Linked DNA regions of Mus musculus: region 2 is linked to region 1. A link is a contact called in public promoter capture Hi-C data. All regions are on one chromosome and are shown on one strand. Each heading gives the region's core, a stretch centred on a gene start, on an enhancer-like site or on the middle of the called end of the contact. The rest is flanking DNA. Distances are from core to core; before and after follow the strand shown. Region 1 holds the start of Ap5z1 (adaptor-related protein complex 5, zeta 1 subunit). Region 2 holds the start of Rbak (RB-associated KRAB zinc finger).

The links. Promoter capture Hi-C pulls out the DNA fragments that hold promoters and counts their contacts.
Region 2: a contact with region 1 is called in a promoter capture Hi-C map of liver, with 4 times the contacts expected there. The contact joins the promoter of Rbak here to the promoter of Ap5z1 in region 1. A contact is called at or near these places in 2 of 39 promoter capture datasets (liver and pre-B cells).

What each region holds. Positions count from the first base shown.
Region 1 is chr5:142,462,145-142,466,613 of GRCm38.p6, forward strand. It overlaps Ap5z1 (adaptor-related protein complex 5, zeta 1 subunit), which reads left to right and starts at 1,787. Exons shown (of 17, transcript NM_172725.2): 1 at 1,787-1,991; 2 at 4,114-4,248; 3 at 4,346-4,469. The coding sequence starts at 1,951.
Region 2 is chr5:143,178,782-143,183,250 of GRCm38.p6, forward strand. It overlaps Rbak (RB-associated KRAB zinc finger), which reads right to left and starts at 1,994. Exons shown (of 5, transcript NM_001045482.2): 1 at 1,768-1,994; 2 at 705-761. The coding sequence starts at 719. Spdye4b (speedy/RINGO cell cycle regulator family, member E4B) reads left to right here and starts at 2,236. Exons shown (of 8, transcript NM_001384193.1): 1 at 2,236-2,857. The coding sequence starts at 2,840.

The sequences.
Region 1 (4,469 bases), core at 537-3,036:
AGCCATGGGGTGAGGTAGAGTCTTGCCGGTGCCTGAGCTCCAAGGATGCAAGATGGTGTACAGATGGCAAGAGCTAGCCCATCTCCCCTGACTTTTGACACAGGTCCACCGCTGGGCCAGGGTGTGACAAAGGGGGTGGCATTTAATTTGCAGCTCGAAGTTCCAGAGGGTTAGAGTCTATGACCATTGTGGCAGGGAGCGTGGCAGCAGACAAGCAGGCATAGGGTTGGGGCAGTAGCTGAGAGTTTACATATTGAGACAGCCGCTGCAGGACAGAGTTGAGCTAATGGGGGATGCTTTGGGCACTTGACTGCAGGCCACACCCCCTAACCCTTCCCAAACAGTTCCACCAACTGGGGTCAAAACATTCAAGTATATGAGCCCATGGGAGCCATTCTCACTCAAGCCACCACCCCATGGCGGCTGCCTCAGAGCCCCTGGCATTCATCCTGACACTCAGCCAGGTGAGAAACAACCCACTTGTCCCTTTTTTCTGTGTACATGTTTTTGGGTGTGACTGCACCTGTGTGTGTATTTGTGTGGAGGCAGAGGACAACCTCAGCTGCTGTTCCTCAAGTGGGGTGTGTGTTCACATGCAGAGGCATAGGCATATGTACACTGGCCACAGGAGACGTGAGCAGATCAGAGGACAGCCTTCAGGTGCCCACCCTCATGGCTACTTACACCTTGTCTGAGACAGATTCTCTTTACCATCTCATAAGCCAGGGCGGCTTATCCTCCAGCCTCAGGAGAGTCTCCTGCCTCCTCCATCTCCTGTAGGTGTGCTGGGATTACAAATCCTTACACTACTGGGCTCAGGTTTTATGTAGCTTCTGAGGACCCAAACTCAGCCTGTCAGGCCTGTGTGTCAATCACTTTCAGGTTCTGAGTCTTCTTTCTTGCCCTACCTCTTCTCTGAGACAGAATCTCTCGTTGGCCTGGGACTTGCCAAGTAAGCTAGGGCCGGCCAGCAACCCTTAGGGATACTCCGATCTCCACTTCCTCAGTGCTGGGACTGCAAGTGTGGGTTTTATTTTTATATGGCCACCCAGGGATGGAACTCAGGTACTCATGTTCACTTTTACCAGCTGAGCCGTTTCTACTTCTGCCCGTTTCTCCCTGAAGCCTTGCTTATTACTAGGCCATGAGCACTAGGTATTGATTGGCAAGAGCCAGAAAGACACGGGTCCAAGTGTCTTTCCCACTGTGACAGCTCCTCAGTCTACTACCAGTTTCCTTTTTCTGTGTGTGCAATAGGCACCCATCTCCCAACCCAAATAGGTGAATAGTGCCAGGGCCTCATCTTAAAACCCAAGACTAGCAAGACATTGGGTATTTCTGCAGCAAAGAGCCTGACAGAATTTATAAAACGTGTCTGCCATACAGCTTTTGCTAAGGATGTTCTTTCTCTGCCACCAAGTCGCGCCCCCAGCCTCTCACTGGGGTAAATCTAGTCACCCTACTGCTAAACTATGTGCCTGCCTAGTCTCTCCAGGTCTAGAGTCTACCACTGGCAGTTCCGGGATCAAAGGAAACTGTTTCGGAGCCAGGAGTTCTGGGTTCCAAGGACCACGGTTCCATGACTCCCTGGCTGCTGACTGACGTGGAGAGAAGCCCAGGAGCTAGGCGGGAACTGGCTTCTGTACTGCAATATTTTGGCCAAGGCCTCCGCCCCGCCCCGCCCACCTGCCGCAGGACCGGAAGCTGGTCTGTCTTTTGCGCGGGGGAGTGGGAGGGATGGCCCTCCCACGTGGTGTGGCACCGGAAGCCGTCAGCTAGCGCTCCAGATTCTCCCACGTGATCCAGCCAGGACGCGGGAGGGTGGTGGCGGGGGTAAGAGGTGGGGCGAAAGAGGGCAGACACAGTCCGGTCACATGACACGTCATGTGACACGATCCCGGAAGTCCGCGGCAACGTTTCGGGCACTGGTGGGCTTGGAGCCGTGTCGGCATGTTCTCGGCGGGCGCGGAAAGTCTGCTGCACCAGGCCAGGTCTGCCGATCTGGGGCTGGGGCCACGGGGCGTGAGACGAAGCCGGGGAGGAGCGGGGAGGCGGTGGTCCCGCTGCACGGTTCGGGTCTCCGTGTGGCGCCGGGTCCGGGGCTCAGGGCGACCTGCGTGGAATGTGAGGCGCACAACTCAGCTAAGGGATCCTCCTCATCGTGTCTGGGTCCATGCTAGTGCTGACCCTGCACTGAGAGTCTAGGTTCTTTCCCAAATAGCCAGCCCAAGACTTGGTGGTACGTGATTCAGCGAAGGAAACGACTACCCGAAGCCCAGACCTGATGCATTTGGTAAACTGAAAATGCAAAGGGACAAATCTGGACTCTGAGCTGGGCCACTCGTGGGGAAAGTTTAGAATGGTTAAGATCTCTGGGATCTCCCAGAGCCTGAAAGAGTTAAAAGTCTGGAGTCTACGAACAAGACAGTACTCCGAAGACAGAGGGACTTAATAGGTAAATGACCTTGCCACCAAGCCTGACTCTCTCGATTCGACCCCCGGGGCTCGGGGAGGAAGAAGAAAATCAACTCCAGCAAGTTGTCTTTGGATCTCCACTCGAGCACCCCAACATGTACATAAATAAATGTAATAAATTAAAAAACAAAGACAGTTTTCTTAAGATCTATTAGGAAAATGGTTGGTGACCCAGCCACACAGTCTCCCCATGGGCCCACAGCCCTCCTTTGCCTTCAGTACTGGGTGGGTACTTTTCATTTTTAAGCAGTAACCTTTTCATGCCAACACAAAAATAACGCTATCCTGTCTCATAGCATCTGTGGTTTATCACTGCCCCAGTTGGGTACAACCCTGGGCCATTTGTATCTCCTTTTGCTCACCCAGCCTGTTCTCTAGGTGCCTCAATAAGACTCTGGGTGGAGGATGCAGGAAACAAAGCAGGCGAGGGTGGTAGGAAAGCTACTGGAGACCTTCCTCGGCCTGGGACATGTGGTACCTGCAGAGACAGTGCAGAACCAAGTTCAAGTACCTGACAGACAGGCTCAAAATGGGGGCAGTTTGCAAACCATCAGCCCTGTCAGGACACCATAGTGGGACTGTCAGCCATGATTTAGGAAGTTGGGGGCTCTCTTCCTCAGCGCCCACAGACAACTGATCCATTTATTTATTTATTTAGAGATGGCTGAGACAGAGTTTTACTGTGTGGCCCCTGAAACTCACTCTGTAGACCAAGCTGGCCTCAGACTCACAGAGATCCACCTGCCTCTGCCTCCCAAGTGCTGGGATTAAAGGCGTGCGCCACCACCACGCTGGGCAATTCCTTCATCATGGCCCTTTATTTTGTGGTGCTGGGAAGGAACCCAGCATGCATGTAGGCAGGCACCCCTTCCACCTCTTTTCCTTCCTTTTAAGCTTGGAATAGAAGCAAGGAAACACATTTCCACACTGAAGCCCGGCTCAGTCCTAGAGTGTTTGTGTTAGGCCAGCGACATCTCAGGCTTTCTTACAGTCTTACAGCCGGGAGTCTTTGCTCTTCAGTGTGGAAGCTTTGCATTGCTCTTCTCCCAAGGCTCAGGGAAGCGGCTTTCAACACGTGTGAGTGCTGCCTTTGAAGTTGAGAGTACTTCCTTATTATGTAAGGCCCTGGGGGTGGGGGGAGCCAGGCAAACACCTTGGGAAGATAAGGAAAGGGGATCAAGAGTTTGAGTCTGGGCTATGTAGTAAGTTCAAGGCCATCCTGGGCTACATTGCAAGACTCTAGGGTAAGAGGAGAGGCAGCTTGGACTAAATATCCCTGACTTTTGAAAGACTCATAAAACCTTTTACTGGCACGGAGAAGCTGAGGCAGGAGGATTGCTGCAAGCTCCAGGCTAGCCTGGGCTACAAAGTGAGGCCCTGTCTCAAAAAGCAAAGCCTTAAAAAACAGTGTTTTCTTTTTGCCACGGGAGCAACAGAACAAAGCTGTACGCCTCACCATTAATGGGTACCACTAGGAAACTGGGGGTGCTGCGTCTCAGTCCCAGGGGAGGAACCTGTCTGTGCCCCAGGTCCTATAAAATCACCCGCAGGCACTGTGAGCCTGGGTGACTGTTCCCTGCCTTCTCTGTCCCCCACTAGGGGCGTGGGTCAGCGCTGTGGTCCCCCTTCCTTCCTTAGGGAAATCCAGGATGAGGAGCTACGGCGTTTCTGCTCCCGGGTCACTAAGCTGCTGCAGGAAGCCCCAGGACCAGCCACCGTGGATGCCCTGCAGAGACTCTTCCTCATCGTCTCAGCCACCAAGTACCCCCGTAGGTGAGTGAGCAGCCCTGGACCCCTGTGCATCCTCCAGACAGGTCCCAGCCAGCTTTCCTGAGATGCCAGTGTTCTTGACATAGATCTTGCGTTCCAGGCTGGAGAAGATGTGTGTGGACCTGTTACAGACCACTCTCTGCTTGCCTGCCAGCCCTGAGCAGCTCCAGGTCCTCTGTGCTGCTATCTTGAGAGAGATGTCACCTTTTAACGACCTGGCCCTG
Region 2 (4,469 bases), core at 744-3,243, 720 kb after region 1:
CAAACGGAATGAAAGATTTCTTTGTATAATTCTTTTGTTTCTCTGTAACTTTTCTATGACTCTATGTTCCAGAGTACTGTCCATCATGGTGGGCATGCTTTCCTCTTCCCTTCCTGACTTCAGAAAATATATACATTTTCAGCTTCCTCAAAGTAAGCTTCTGTGCCCTTCCCACCGTGGTGGACTGTACTCTGCCACTGTGAGCAGAATAAGCCCTTTCTCCCTCAAGCTGCTCTTGTCAAGGTAAATTTTCAAAATGCAAAAATCATCCCAACCTGACTAAAGGAAGATGTCCAAATCCTAGCAAGTCTTTGCCTCCTATAAGGTACAAAAAACGGCACCTCCCACGAGCAGCTGCAGGTGATGGGATGGATACGATTTTCCTTTTTCTAACTCTGCCAAGTAACTCCATTAGCCTAAAGTTATCAGACTGCCTACACAACAGGTCATGACAGCCTGCCACTCGGGTGTATTTTATATTACAATCACCTTTATTCACTCCTTTCTCCACGACCATCCTACTTACTTATTAATTATTCTATGTATGGATGCTCTGCTGCATGTACACCTGCATGCCAGAAGAGGGCGTCAGATCCCTTTAGAGACCACTCCACTACCATTCAAGAACAGACCTTTGAGTAAGTCTTCCAAAATACATTACAAAGGAGTCAGAAAAAAAAAAATTACAAACGGGAAAAACTTACCTTTGATCTGCTCATGTTCTGCTCCTCTTGGGGGAACTGTAGACACTGCTGACTGACCTGCTGGAGGAAAAGCTCGCTGAAATCGGAGATTAACTGGTCTACACAGGGACATGTCTCTCGCCTGGGAACCACCAAGTGAAATCGCAGCTTATACACACTGCAGAGGTGATAGGAAGGAAATCACAAACCTAACTCCAACAGGTGGAATGGGGGGTGGGAGGCGAGGGGGGGCGGGTACAGTTCTATGATGAACACTACGCTGCCTTCTTTTTATCCACGGGCATTTGGTGTAAAGGTGGGGGAAACAAGGGTACTTATTTTATTTCCTATTCAAACTGTTGCAAAATATGTCACAGTGAATGAGGATTCTGGGCACTATATATATATATATCTGGGATCCATGTTCCATGAGGTGACATACATGCAATCCCAACTCTCTGGAGGCGGAGACGGGAGGATCACCCACTACCAGAACAATATGTGCCACAAGGAATCCACGCCTCAAAAAAACTAAAACACAAAAAGGAAAAATGGTCCAGATGGATAGACGTCCGACAAACAGGGATAAAGCGTGGTTTGTTTTCAAACTATCCAACTAAACTTGGTTACTGCTGCATATCTTAAAAAGGGACTAAGGGAAGAAACTAGAAAACAATGGCACTCATTTCAACACAACCTTGATTAAGTCTCACACCTGTCGCAGACTCAGTCTTCCTTCACGAGCAGAAAGAAGTAAAAGCAGATTTTGAGCACTAGACCATTACGATGCCTCAAGGGCAGACTCGGGGGGGGGGGGGACCACAGACAGAGCAAGAGAGCTGATGGACGCTGAGTGACACCGTGGGAATCTGGAGCCCTTGAGTTCTTCAGTGCCTGCACTCTGTCCTCGGGACTGACCGTGCAGCCCAAAGCGATGCAGCTGTCCCGCTGTCAGCCCGACCACCTCGACCCTCCCAGGCGCCGCAAGCTGGGGACAGCGGGGTGCCCGGGTGAACTGACTGGGCACCATCTGTGCCCAGCATCCCTCCCGCAGCCCCGATCGCTCTGCGCCCTCGGGCCTCACCGAGCAGGCGTCTCCGCTGCCCCTGTCAGCCTCCGCGCCGAGCTCTCGCTAGGCCTCCCTAGCCCGCACAGCCGAGTCTGTTCGCTGCCGCCCCGGAAGCTCCGGCCTCGGCCCTGCAGGCTCGGCAACTCCAGCTTAGCGAACGCAAAGGCTGCGGGAGGGAAGGTAGCCTCGACACACCAGACCTGCAGGAAGTCACCACGGCGCAGTGGCCCAGCGCAAGCGCGGGCACGCGCACAGGCCGCGACGCGCATGTGCAGCATCTTCCCGGAAGTCCGAGTTCCAAGGCTCTCCTTTCTCCCCAAGAATTGCACAGAAACTCTGTGTCCCAGACGCCTTCGCGCGCCACTGCATCTAGGGATCCTCGCGCAAGAACTTACCTCCTCCCAGCAGTTTGGGGGAGGTGCTCTGAGAGCAATGGCTGCCTCCAGCCATGCTCTTACCTTCTTGTTTGTCCTCACTCCCTTTGAGCCTGGAGAAACGGCCTGCTGCGTGAAGTCCCAAGTCTTGTCCCTGGCTCAGGACTCCTAAAATAAGAGGAAGATTGTGTTAGAAGGAAAGAAAACTGAGTGTCATTCTCGATTAACCAAACTTCCTTGAAGTACTAGGTACAAGAAATAACCAGCTGTGCTTTACAAAGAAGGAGGCACAAACACTAATGGTGGGTTTCTAGAACATACGTCTAATGCCCAGAAACTCTAAAAAACAGAACCAGAAAGAGAACACAGAAAGAAGAAAACACCTACCTGCAATGTGATCTCTGAAAGGTGATATTTAGGGCCGGGCGACAATGACAGTTTTCAACGATGGTTACATTATGATGAACGGCTCCTCGATTTCTTATTGAATTAATGCAACGACGTTCTTGGCCTAGTTCTTCATAAAGACGTTGGCGTCAAAATTAATAACAAAGCCTGTCAATAGAAAAAGTTCTCTGCGCCGATGCAGAGAGTAACGTTTTCATCCCAGAAGCACCAAGCGCCTTGGAGCGCCAACCCTAGGTAATAAACTGCTGAGCAACCAGCAGGAGACAGAAGCATCACGAATCCCTCTCAGATGCTGCAGGGCACACATGGTCTCAGGAGAAAGGGTGAGCCCTCCTCCTCGGAAGGCCTGCACTGCCATGGGGCACCTTCTCCCAGGTTCTCACCTCACCTGGTCACTGAGGTGCCCACCTGAGCTGGCTCCTATCTCTTAAACCAAAAGCTTCCCTTCCCCGTGGCAAGCAGGGGTTACGTCTCTGAATGAGGGGCCTGGGCTAAACTCCCCAGGTGACAGGGAGATAGGAACACTCTTTTCTCCAGGTTTACATTGCACAGATGGGACTCAGGCCTTTCAGAAAAGGAATTCCTTGCTTGCAGTGAGGACATTCAAGCTCATATAATTTTTGTATTGAGAGAAGATTTCGGTTTGTACACACATACGGAACAAGGGTTGCCAGTCAACAGACTGAGATCCTTCTGCTCTGCACAGATAGGAGAAGCTCAACCTGTGTGGGCCATCCTAGGTCTACTGGCTGGACCAGCAGGCCTACAGGCTTTCAGCTCCAAGTCCTGACCTAGGGCTCTATTGCCTCAGGCTTTAGAAACTAGACACTTAACGTCCTAGCCTTTCACCCACCAGTGACCCTGGCACCCGGCAGTTGTTGTAATATGTGGCCTCCAGCAGAAGCAGCAGGCAGCAAGTGTCCCTGCTAGTGATAATGATCCTAGATGGACATCAGGTATAGTGAGTGACCTCTCAACTACTACAGACAGGACTGGAACAGCTCTTGAGTCCAAGGTAGATTCATAAGTTCCCCAGGTGACAGGGTTGTTCTCTTCCTTGAGGTTTGCAATGCATAGAAAGGGGCTCTTGGGTCTTTCAGAAAAGGAAGTTCTTTCTTGAAACAAGGGCAGAAAGTATATGTAACTAAAAAGGAGAGAGAGAGAGAGAGAGAGAGACAGAGACAGAGAGAGAGAGACAGAGAGAGACAGAGAGAGACAGAGACAGAGAGAGACAGAGACAGAGACAGAGAGACAGAGAGACAGACAGAGACACAGAGAGAGAGAGAGAGAGAGAGAGAAAGAGAGAGAGAGAGAGAGAGAGGTGTCAAAGAGACAATACAGATCTCGACAGTGAATGTTACTCTTTAAAGTGAGAAGGGTAGAACAGAGAAGCAGTCTTTACCATCTGGCAACAAGCAAAATTTAATCTTTTATTAATACCTCCTTGCCTGAGGATGGAGCCTAGGCCCTCCTGTAAGCTAGGCAGGTGCTCTACCACTGAGCCACACCCCAGCCCCTCACTGGGGAATTCTAGGCAGGGGCTCTACCACTGAGCCACGCCCCCAGCCCCTCACTGGGGGATTCTAGGCAGGGGCTCTACCACTGAGCCACGCCCCCAGCCCCTCCCTGGGGGATTCTAGGCAGGGGCTCTATCACTGAGCCACGCCCCCAGCCCCTCCCTGGGGGATTCTAGGCAGGGGCTCTACTATTGAACTGCATTCCTCAAACCAGTCTTTTTTCAAACCATATAATGCAAACACAATATCCAAGAAGATGATAGAAATACTGAGTTAGAAGTAGTAATGATGAAGGACTAATGGTCATAAGTATGTATTCTTGAGGCTGAAGCAATGGCACGGTGGTTAAGAGCACTGGCTGCTCGCCCAGGAAAACCCAAATTGGTTTGCCAGCACCCACATAGAGGCTCACAACTGA